Regions from separate parts of the Sus scrofa genome. Here region 2 is linked to region 1. The links are chromatin contacts, called in public HiChIP or PLAC-seq maps. All regions are on one chromosome and are shown on one strand. The core of a region is the stretch at or near the end of the contact, and the rest is flanking DNA. Distances in the headings are between cores, read along the strand shown. Region 1 overlaps LOC102159433 (a long non-coding RNA gene). Region 2 overlaps LOC106506502 (a long non-coding RNA gene).

What was found. HiChIP or PLAC-seq counts read pairs in DNA pulled down with a chosen protein or histone mark.
Region 2: a contact with region 1 is called in an H3K27ac HiChIP or PLAC-seq map of alveolar macrophages. The contact joins two enhancer-like sites. A contact is called at or near these places in 2 of 2 datasets of contacts at active chromatin or transcription factors (alveolar macrophages and skeletal muscle).

The regions. Positions count from the first base shown.
Region 1 is chr16:37,018,787-37,024,021 of Sscrofa11.1, forward strand. All of the region lies in intron 6 of LOC102159433 (a long non-coding RNA gene), which reads left to right. Among named protein-coding and RNA genes, the nearest start is that of MIR9799, 280 kb to the left of the region's middle. Within about 2 kb of position 1,530, at least 1 of the 83 cell types and tissues checked has an H3K27ac peak or open chromatin away from gene starts, as enhancers often do. A contact at or near this core is called in alveolar macrophages, where this site is marked.
Region 2 is chr16:37,151,759-37,156,831 of Sscrofa11.1, forward strand. It overlaps LOC106506502 (a long non-coding RNA gene), which reads right to left. Exons shown (of 4, transcript XR_002339610.1): 2 at 3,520-3,691; 3 at 551-684. Among named protein-coding and RNA genes, the nearest start is that of PLK2, 150 kb to the right of the region's middle. Within about 2 kb of position 3,588, at least 22 of the 83 cell types and tissues checked have an H3K27ac peak or open chromatin away from gene starts, as enhancers often do. A contact at or near this core is called in alveolar macrophages, where this site is marked.

The DNA of each region.
Region 1 (5,235 bases), core at 280-2,779:
CAGGTGATTGGTTGGAAAAAGAGGGGTCTTAAGATACTCTTGCTGGTTGGTTGAGCACATATAATGCCCCTATAGGGGTGGGGTAGGGAGTGGGCTGCATACCTTTCCTAGTAGGGCATAGGAAGTAGTAAGCCAGGTTGCTCAAGGTAGGGGACAATGAGATGGGCGGGGGCAATGACAAAGGTCTGGCACTTCTTGTCTTGTCCAGAGGCTTGAGGTTCTATCTCCTTGAAGGGGTCTTGTAGCCCCACATTGAGTAAACTTTCTGTGGCCCTTTCCGTCCTTAATGACATCCCAGGCTGGGCTAGTCTTGTGGTAATACAGCGGCTGGATTTCACTGCCGGAAGTGGGTACCTTTTTGGGGAGAGTGAGGTGAGGCCCATGTCTAATTTATTTAATAGGTTGTAAACAGCTTTGGGATATTTCAGGACGAAAGACTTCATTTAAAGGCAAGATGTTATTATAAAGAGTGGTAATAATGTTAATAACAGTCATTAGTGTTCTAATAAAATATAAACAAAGGAAATGAGAACATGTACCTTTAATAATCTGATGCTAACACAATCAACCAAACAAAATAAATAAGTGAAACCAGCTTTTTGCTTCCTCTTCAGAACTGCTGATGATTTGCCCATTGAATATATTTACATCTTGGCAGGAGGGTATGTGAAAGTTATTATGTATCATAAGGAATAAAAAAAACACAAATGGTTCTTATATTCCTTCAGTACATATGAATCTAACTTCAGCCTATACTGAAAGGAAATAACAACTTGGCTGGGTACACTGTGTAAACCTACATGCTATCAATTGCCAAGAAAAAAAAGTACTTCTTTGTTCTAGCCAGTTTTTCCTCTCCTATGGGAAAAAGAAAAAGAGGGTCAGGAAGGGTTCTATGGGCACATGAATTGTATCGGATCACCTTCTCCTGCAAGGACCTCTAATTAATGTACTTTTGGAAAAATGCAAATATTCTTTGCTTAGACAGGGAACTAGAAACGAAGTTCTCATCTATTTATTTAATTTTGTGTGTGTGTGTCTTTTGAGGGCCACATGTGTGGCATATGGAGGTTCCCAGGCTAGGGGTCGAATCAGAGCTATAGCTGCCAGCCTACGCCACAGCCACAGCAACACCAAGTCCTTAAGCCACTGAGAGAGGCCAGGGATCAAACCCATGTCCTCGTGGATCCTAGTCAGGTTCGTTAACTACTGAGCCATGATGGAACTCCGAGCTTCTAATCTAGAGGTGTGTGCATAAGGCAATGTAGGGTGCCCAGGTAGGTAGAAACTGCCCTGTGGAAATATTTTCAAATGATGACGAAGATAAGCCAGTAATAACAATGTGTGTTTATCATAAATTAAGGGGCCTTTCCAATTCCCAAGTTTCCTTCCTCTGACAATTATGTATTTCAGTGTGTGTGTGTTTTCTTGCATCCATGTGACCAGATACTCCAGCGGACATTACCAACAGGAAATGCAGGGCGTGGGTGTCTGGAGGTGGTTGTGCTGGCAATAGACAGAGCAAACCTTTGAGAAGCAGGAACCTCTTCCAGGAAGTAGGGGGATGGGAAACACCATGCTTCTTAGTCAGTCTGTTTGTGAAGGGCTTTTCTTGAAACATCTAAGGCTTTGGATTTTTTCCTGGGAGAAAGAAGTAGGATTTAGACAAAGCAAGTCTTGAATCAAGATATAATCTTGCTCCAGAAAGGAATTAGAAATTATTTTCTTTCATAGATGAATGGTTTGCCTCACAACTAAATATGCATTTAAGGTGATGATGTGGCTTTGCTGTGTTTATTTTTTTTATTTTTAGGGCTGCACCTGTGGCATATGGAAGTTTCTAGGCTAGGGGTTGAATCATAGCTGCAGCTACTGGCCTACACCACAGCCACAGCAACTTGGGATCCAAGCTGCATCTCTGACTTATGCCACAGTTTGAGGCAATGCCAGATCCTTAACCCACTGAGTGAGTCTAGGGATCAAACCCGCATCCTCATGGATACTAGTTAGGTTCTTAACTCTCTGAGCCACAACAGGAACTCCCAGCTTTGCTATGTTTGCGTTTATTGTAATGGAAATTTTCCCTCTGCTTTAGGTGGGTGCCTCTATAAGTCATAGCGCTTGGAGGGAATTGCTTACCCAGAGAATAGATTGGTATATCCATTATGCTTACAAATTCATTCCTTCATTATTCATACTACAATTATCAATTGGGTGTTTAATGTAAAGCCGTCTTGGTGTTACTTTGAAATTATACAGGTATCGCAATTCTAAACTATCTTCTATGTGAAATCTGCTAAGATTATCATACTGATAACTGCCATATGAAGGAGTTAGATTCTAGGAGGAAAGTAGACAATTTGTGGCTAGTATTTCTGAGTGATGTCTATGTTACTGTCACTGCATTATGTCTCTTTCTATACATTATTTCATTAATCCACATTAAATAGTACTGACCATTCTTATTTTAGAGATGAAAAAATAAGTCTTAGAGAGGTTGTATCAGTTTGCTAGGGCTCCACAGACTGATTTGCTTAAACCATGCAATTGTATTTTTTCACAATTCTGGAGACTAGAAATCTGAGATCAAGGTGTTGGCAGGATTGGTTTCTTCTGAGAACTCTGTTTTGCTTGTAGATGGGCCACCTCCTCACTGCATCTTCACATCATCTTTCCTCTGTAGGTTTTGTGTCTCAATTTCCTCCTCTTATTAGGATACCGGTCATGTGGGGTTAGGACGGCCCTGTGTCCAAATATAGACCCATTTGGAGGTATTGGGGGTTAGGACTTGGTCATATGAGTTTAGGGGTGGGGAGGACACAATTCAGCCATTAGCAGAGGTTAAAATGAGTCTCTCAAGGTCAGATAAAGGGTAAGAGGTTCAGCCAGAATGTGAAGTTGCCTCCATCCCTCATTGTGAGCCTTAGAATGACTTGATGTAGTGGTTCTTGTCCTGTTTCCCTGGCTGGTGTCCTTCCTGAGCACCTTCTATATGCCAGACTCTGCTGTGGGTGATGAGGGCAGGTAGTGAGCAGGGTTCCCCAGCCTGCTCTTCAAATGGAGCTGCTGTGTCATGGAGGAGGTAGCAAACAGGTTAACAAACACACATCATGGTCATTACACAGATAGGTTTAGTACTATGAAGGAAATATATGGGACGATGTGACAAACCACGGTAGGGTGGGGGTGGGAGACTGCTTTTGAGAGGAGAATCACAAACGTGCTCTCTAAGAAGGCTACCTGGAGATGGAGACCTGATGGGGGAAGGTGTCAGCCCTGAGACAGCTTAGAGGTTGAGGGGTCTTACAACGGAGAGAGGACCTCTTTCTCTGTGGGTCCTACTCCAAAGCTGCTCAGCTTAGGTGCTATGACAGCAAACTTGTCTCTGCAAAGCGGAGGAGAGTGGCATATTGGAGTAGAAGAAGACGGAGATGGTTGGAATATAAGGCTGGGGATCAGAAACCCTGGGTTCTAATCCACTTGGGCAACTACAGCTGTAGGATTTGGAAGGTCGCTCCCTCCAGCTGAGCTTCAGCTTCCTCTGACGGGAAGCAGGAGCATCAGTAACAATACAAACAACACCCCCCTCCTTGGCTCAGAGCTTGCTGCTGTGTGCAAATGAGATGACACCCAGGACAGTGCTCCTCAGGCTGAAAAGCACCGGGTGTGAATGGATGTGAGATCACGCCGGAGAGCTGAGGCCATTGTTCTAAGGTGTACGTCCAACTGTATATTTTTTCCTCAACTTTTACGTACATGTAATCCCTACTCAAAGCTTCCTACTGCACAGAGTGATTAAACTCATTTGCTTCAGCAAAACTCGGAAGAAAGTAAATAGGTCATTTCCCTCCATTCATTAAACATCCAGAGTTAAGTTAGTTAATTTTTGTTTGTAGAAAGGCTCACAGATTGCGCTGCATTCCCTTTGAGGACTGAAGTGTGACCGGGCACACCCTGACCGGCCAGCACTGGGTCCAGCCAGAGCTTTATTTACCGGAAGGTCCACAGAGCTGGATGAGAGAAGTGCGTGAGAAGTGAATGTCCACTTTTCAGAGCTAATCCCTCCCCCCGCAACACTCCAGGTACAGGGAAACAGTTCTCACCCCTTGACAACCTGGACGCTTTGCCATTATGGGGAATTCCGGAACAACAAATTTCTGTTGTTTAAGCCACCCAGTCTGTGGGGTTTGTTATGTCAACCATAGCAAGCTGATTCTACTGCTCTAAAACTTATTTCTTCATCTCTAAAACAAGAGTAATGGCCATTACTATTAAGTGAGGATTAGTGGATAGTGTATGGAAAGGGACTTAAACATGGTGACAGTAACAATAGACATCACTCAGAAATACTACTCACAGGTTTTCTACATTCTTTCTAGAATCTCTTTCATATGCCATAGCTATCATATGGTAATCTGAGCAGATTTCACCCTGGAAATGGTTTAGAATTATGCACACCTGTATCATTTTGAAATAGCACAGTGACTGCCTTATATTAAGCACTCGATAAAGGTCTGTCTCTCTACACCTTCAATCATCAGGCTCTTCCCAGCCTCCATGCCTCTGGGCAGCTTGTTCCTTTCACTTGGAAGGCCCTTTCCCCAGATCTTTGCAGGACTGCTTCCTTCTCAGTCCCTCCTCATCTCAGTATCACTCATCAGAGAGGCCTTCTCTCACCACCCAGGTTACCTTATACTACTTCCCAACATTGCCCTTCCCCATCAGTCTTCACAGCCCTGGATGTACTTCATGTATCTATTCCTTTTCTATTTACTCTCTGTTCTGCCCCAGGAGGCACCAGGCTCATGTAAGCAGGGACCCTAACGAGGTCATCGCCCTCTCCCAGGACTTGGATCAGAAGAGTCAATTATTGGAAGTTCCCATTAAGATTAAGGCTCAGTGGTAATGACCCCAACTAGTATCCATGAGTATGTGGTGTGATCCCTAGCCTCTCTCAATGGGTTAAGGATCCAGCATTGTGGGGAGCTGTGGTGCAGGTCACAAATGTGGCTTAGATCTCACGTTGCTGTGGCTGTGGCATAGGCCAGCAGCTATAGCTCCAATTCGACCCCTAGCCTGGGAACTTCCATATGCCACAGGTGTGGCCCTAAAAAGCAAAAAAAAAAAAAAAAAAAAAAAAAATGGGGAGGGAGGTATTAAATAGCCCATGAATCCAGAAAGGGAAGGGAGGAAACTATTGCTTGGTAGAGCAGAGTCCTGGGGAAGGAGTTGCTT
Region 2 (5,073 bases), core at 2,338-4,837, 140 kb after region 1:
CCCACCAGTAATAAAATAAGATTTAGGAGAATATTTTGAGAACTGAGATAATCCACATAATGCATTGATGATCAATAAATATGAGATATTTTATCATCATTGTCTACAAAAGGGTCTTTGTCCTTTTAGTCACACATTCTTCTAATCCATTCTTCCTAACACTCCATATTTTTCACCCCAGAATAGTTTCGTGACCTGGAAATACCCTCCTGAGGGGATTAATAGTCTACCAGTGTCAGTGAGGAAATCCCAAACTCCTCAGCATGGCAGTTGAGTCTCTCCAGAGTGAACGTGGTTGGGGGTCCCACCCAATCCCCTTTATGAGACTGTGTGCCCTTCCTCAGCTACTGAGTGCTGCCTGCTGACTGGTGAGTGCTACCCTTTCTCTGAAGAATTACTCTCAGATTAATGTGATCCCCAAAAGTGAGCTCCCTGCTCCTCCAGGCAGCCCACAATCAAAGGAGTACAGGGAGACAGAAGCTGCTGCCATTTGCTTCCAAGTGGCCCAAGAATAGGCCAGAAACTTGAACATTAATTTGAATCTGTTTACCTGTGGGAGAAACACTGGCCACTGTCATTATCCCTCCTCTTCTTTGCAGTGCACCCAACACATGGGTATCCAGCTGGGTGGGAGGTATACAAAAGAAGTAAAGTCCCTCAGAATCCAGCTTATTAAAGACTCCCCTGTTGAGGCATAAACATATCTCAGTTATCAAAATAAAAGGTACTTTGTTTCCCATTTGTCAAGATTAACTGACATCTAATATAGGCAATAGTTATAGCTGAGGAAAAATAGCTAATGAGCCTAAAACATCCACATTCAATTTCCACTGTGATGTACCTTGTTCAGAAGATAAATGGAAATACATTTTTGGCTAAATGCCCAGTCCAAGATTTTTGTAAAACAGAATGAAGTGTTTAAACAAGTTCTGAAGGAGCATAAAATTTTATTTAAGGTGGAAAGCCCCATATTCCATTTCTTGTCAATCATCTTTCAAGAAAGTATCCTTATGTTGTAAGTTTTATAAAATTTAAAGTGCTATCAACAACCTGAAAATCAAGGGAATAGAAGGAGCAGACAAAAGATGGGGAAGGGGCAGGAGCAGGATAATCTTTCTATCATGTTGATTTTGTTTTGTTTTGAAATTTTAGTCACCCATTTTAAAGGAGGTGCCTATTTAATATGCTTGAAATTTTTTTTTTCAAAGACCTGCTTTAATACTTCTACATTAAAACTAGTGATAAATCCTTTAAGGATAGAACTGAAAAAGATGGAAAAACTTCAAACATCATCCTAAGCAAACCAATCAACCCCCACGCACCATTTTATAATGTCCTTTATGTTCTATCCTTAAAGTAAGTTAAAAGAAGCATACTCTGTTTCCTAAGACCCTATTAATCCATGCTATATTTCAAAGTCTCTGCTTATGTCTTCTGTAGGAATGTCTTTCCCCTGTCATCACAAGCAAGGGTCTATCCATCCTTTGCAGCTGGTTCACCTGTCACCTCCTTTATTGAGACTTTCCTGCTCCTCCTTCTGTGCCCCCATAGCCCTTGGCCATCCCACCTGTGCTGACAACTGCCATGTACTCCCAGCACTTTTGCTTTGTGAGACTCTTTTTCTCCATATGAAAATATTATATTTTATAACTGCATTGTTGTAAAGAAAACATAATCTGAGCTGGATTCATTACCCATTTATCCATCACGATGATGATATTCATTTTCCAGTTCAGATTTTTAAAAATTAAACATTTTCCTGAGCCCCTAGATGCATTATAGACAATGCCTCCTATTAGTCATGTGTCAGTTGGCCCCATATCTTCCACTAAGACTCATGTAATAATTATTGTATTTACTATCTTCCCTCCCACAGAACAAGCTTTCATTCAAAAGCTTGAGAACCTCTTCATGGGAGGCTCTCTGAGAAAACACACAGTCTTTACAGTCTCAGAGAAAGAATAGTGGAGAATCTACTTACTCCTGTGTTTGCTGGGGCAGGGTAGCCACCCACTTTTGATATGACTAACTATGATTCCTACTTTTTTCCAGTGATAAAGCCACCTTATTATTGTTAGACCTAAATGTTCCTATTTTTAATGAAGTATTAAGGGAACAAATTTAGAAAAAACTAGTAATTGAGAACCCTGGAGACTTGTTTCCATTTTCAAAGTTTCCTTTGTTGATTGGTACTTTGTTTTTTAGAAAAGAGGCAAGGGTGTGTGTGTGCACACATGTGTGCATGTGTGTGCACATGCATGCACATGTTCACAAAAAAGTCTAAAAGGAATCTGGAAAATAAGGCTTTTCTGTACTTCAATCTAGTACCTTAGATTAACCAACATGAAACTAGACTGCCACCTACAACATGTAAACCCATGTCCATAATTGCTTACAAAGCCTATAGTGTTGTGCATATTAGTGAAATCTATATTTCCGGTGTTCAAGTCATCACCCTGCTTTGCTCCTAAAAATCCTAAGGCTGAGAGACTTGAAAACAAAAATTGCAAAACTTATGCTGTTGTCAATGTTCTTGACCTTCAAAGGCTTTGATGCCAGCGGTTTTCTAGACAAAGTTGCTGTCTAAGTGTTCTCATGGTCAAAGTTGCAACCAGCATAAATCACTCAGTCTCCTGTTCTTGAAAGAGCAGGCACATACACTGATTGCTTTTAAGATATGTTTTTTTTTCCAGCCATGGCAGATGTCTGGCAGAAAGCACTTAACTCTGACTGCCCTGTTACAGGGCTCAACAAATAAAACCCTCCCGGTACACAACAGCTCCTGAAACTTCCCATAGTTTTGAAAGAAGTGATTTTTGCGGCATGTCAAATAGTCTCTTCCAAACAATGTCCCTCTATTTCTTAATGGTATTTTCCCCAAATATTTGGAGAAGTAGTGTTGTAGGGGGATAGGCCATTAGGAATGCTGTTTGTTAGGGAGAGCTGCTGAATATATTGCTGTTACTTGTTACTTTTAGTTACTTTATTTCCTCTCATGGGAACTATTGTCATTTTCTCACACTTATATACTGTCTGCACAAAAGCATCTTTAGAAACTTCATTGTTGTTTTTTTAATTGCTCTGTAACAATTGAGCTAAATAAAAACAATATCCTTGCCAAACAAAGGCATTTCCAAAATCTGGTCCCTCTGGGTCCACTCCCACAGATGGCTGCCTGGACCTGAGCCCCTCCCCTCCAGTATAAAGAGAATATGTCTATCCCCTTTGCTGGTCGCCTTGTCCAAACACCAAAGGTTAATTACACTGCACTTTGATCTGGAGTGTAAAATCAAACACAACTAAAACCAAAACTCTCACACACAAAAACACCAAATTTCTGATGTGACTGATACTTTCATTGAGAGAACAAAATAAATGTAAAATATAGCTAAATCACAAACTTCAGGGAATAATAAAATTTTCTTGTAAATAATCCAGTTAAGGTAACAGCTGGTTTGCCCTGTGTTTAAAGTATCAGATTCCTTCAGAGGGACTTTCCCAAATTCAGATAGAACTCACACTGAACAGTGGTAATTCCTTCGGCATGTGGCATGTTCAGTGACCCAGGTTGCTGTGCAGGCTCCTTTCCAAGGGCAGCTCTCAGTTCTTCTCCTCCAGAGAGTGACAAAGTGCTTTCTTGCCTACTCATCGGCCCAGTGATTGCAAGCCCAGCATGAGTCAGCAATACCGGCTGTTAAAAAAAGAAACTGACATGATCCTGGGGTCTGAAGTATGAAGAGGTAGGAAGGGAAGAACAACATAATCCCCAGTGCACCCTGCCTGGTTCACACAGCCTGGATGACTCACCCAGTGCTGGGTCCCAACTAAGTCCCAGGTAGGGTTGCCAGATAAAACACGGAACACCCAGTTACATTTGAATTTCAGATGAACAACAAGCAGTAATCAGTGGGATGTTCAGACATCTACTTTTCTAATGGCCCTTCTCTGAAGACTCCCTGAATTCCTCACCTCTAGGTCCAAGGATCAATGATTATAGGAACAACCGGCATTTATAAAGAGCTTTCCGCATTTCCTTTTTTCACACTCATTAGCTTACTTTTTACTTATCTTTTCTACATGCCTGAAGCTTGATATTATGGCCCATTGATTGATAATACTAAAGGTTCACCTGAGTTAAGTCATTTACTAGTTACCCATTCTCATAAATATTGGGATTAGGATAGAAAGCTCTGATAGCAACTTCACTCCTTCCCCAATGCACTTTGTGTCTGTATTTTTAATAATAGAGTTTATGAAATTCTCCCAGATACTCCACTTATTTACCTTGGTTTACCTAGATTTTGAATCTTGTGAGGATAGAGACTGTTTCATATGGAATTTTACTATCCTCACGGTGCCCTAATGTTCAACAAAATGTCTATTGACTTTAATTGGATCACCAACACCTATGTTTTTTCAGGTTAGGAAAAGTTTTCTTCAGTACATTTTGTTCACCACATTTCTACGAGATAGATGACAATTGTAATTATATTCTACATATTTGCTAACGAGAACACAGTGAATTATTGCAGATAGTGGGGGTGGAGTCCAGAGCGCTTTTTCCCCAGTCCATCATCCTGTAATACTGTATGTGGTTTTATTAGCATTTCCTAGCAGGAGACCTCAGGGATCTCCTTCCTCTAGAGGTAATTAGTATGTGTTGATGAGAGAAGATATCTGTGATGGACCAAAGATTGTCTCAAAGGTGCTTTCAGAGCGTAAACAATAATCTAACCTCTCAGCCCTGGCTTGCTGAAACTGGTGATGTGTTTAGTTACTAGGTCTCTTAAAAGGCACATGAAAAAGATGCAACAAACATGACATAAATTTATCTTTAATGTCTTTTCTGTTACTGAATCTTGGTGTCCAACAGTTACACCCCAAATCTCCACTGGCATGTGCCATGCTGAGATAGTCAAAGTTGGCAGAAATTAAAAGATGTTTCCTGTATTACAGACAATGGAAGAGCCGGCTCTCTTTGGCAGGAGATACATATTTTACTTAAAAAGTGACAGCATACTAGCTCAAAATGGTGGTAAAAGGAAGTGGGTTTTAACCAGTTGGAAATGTATA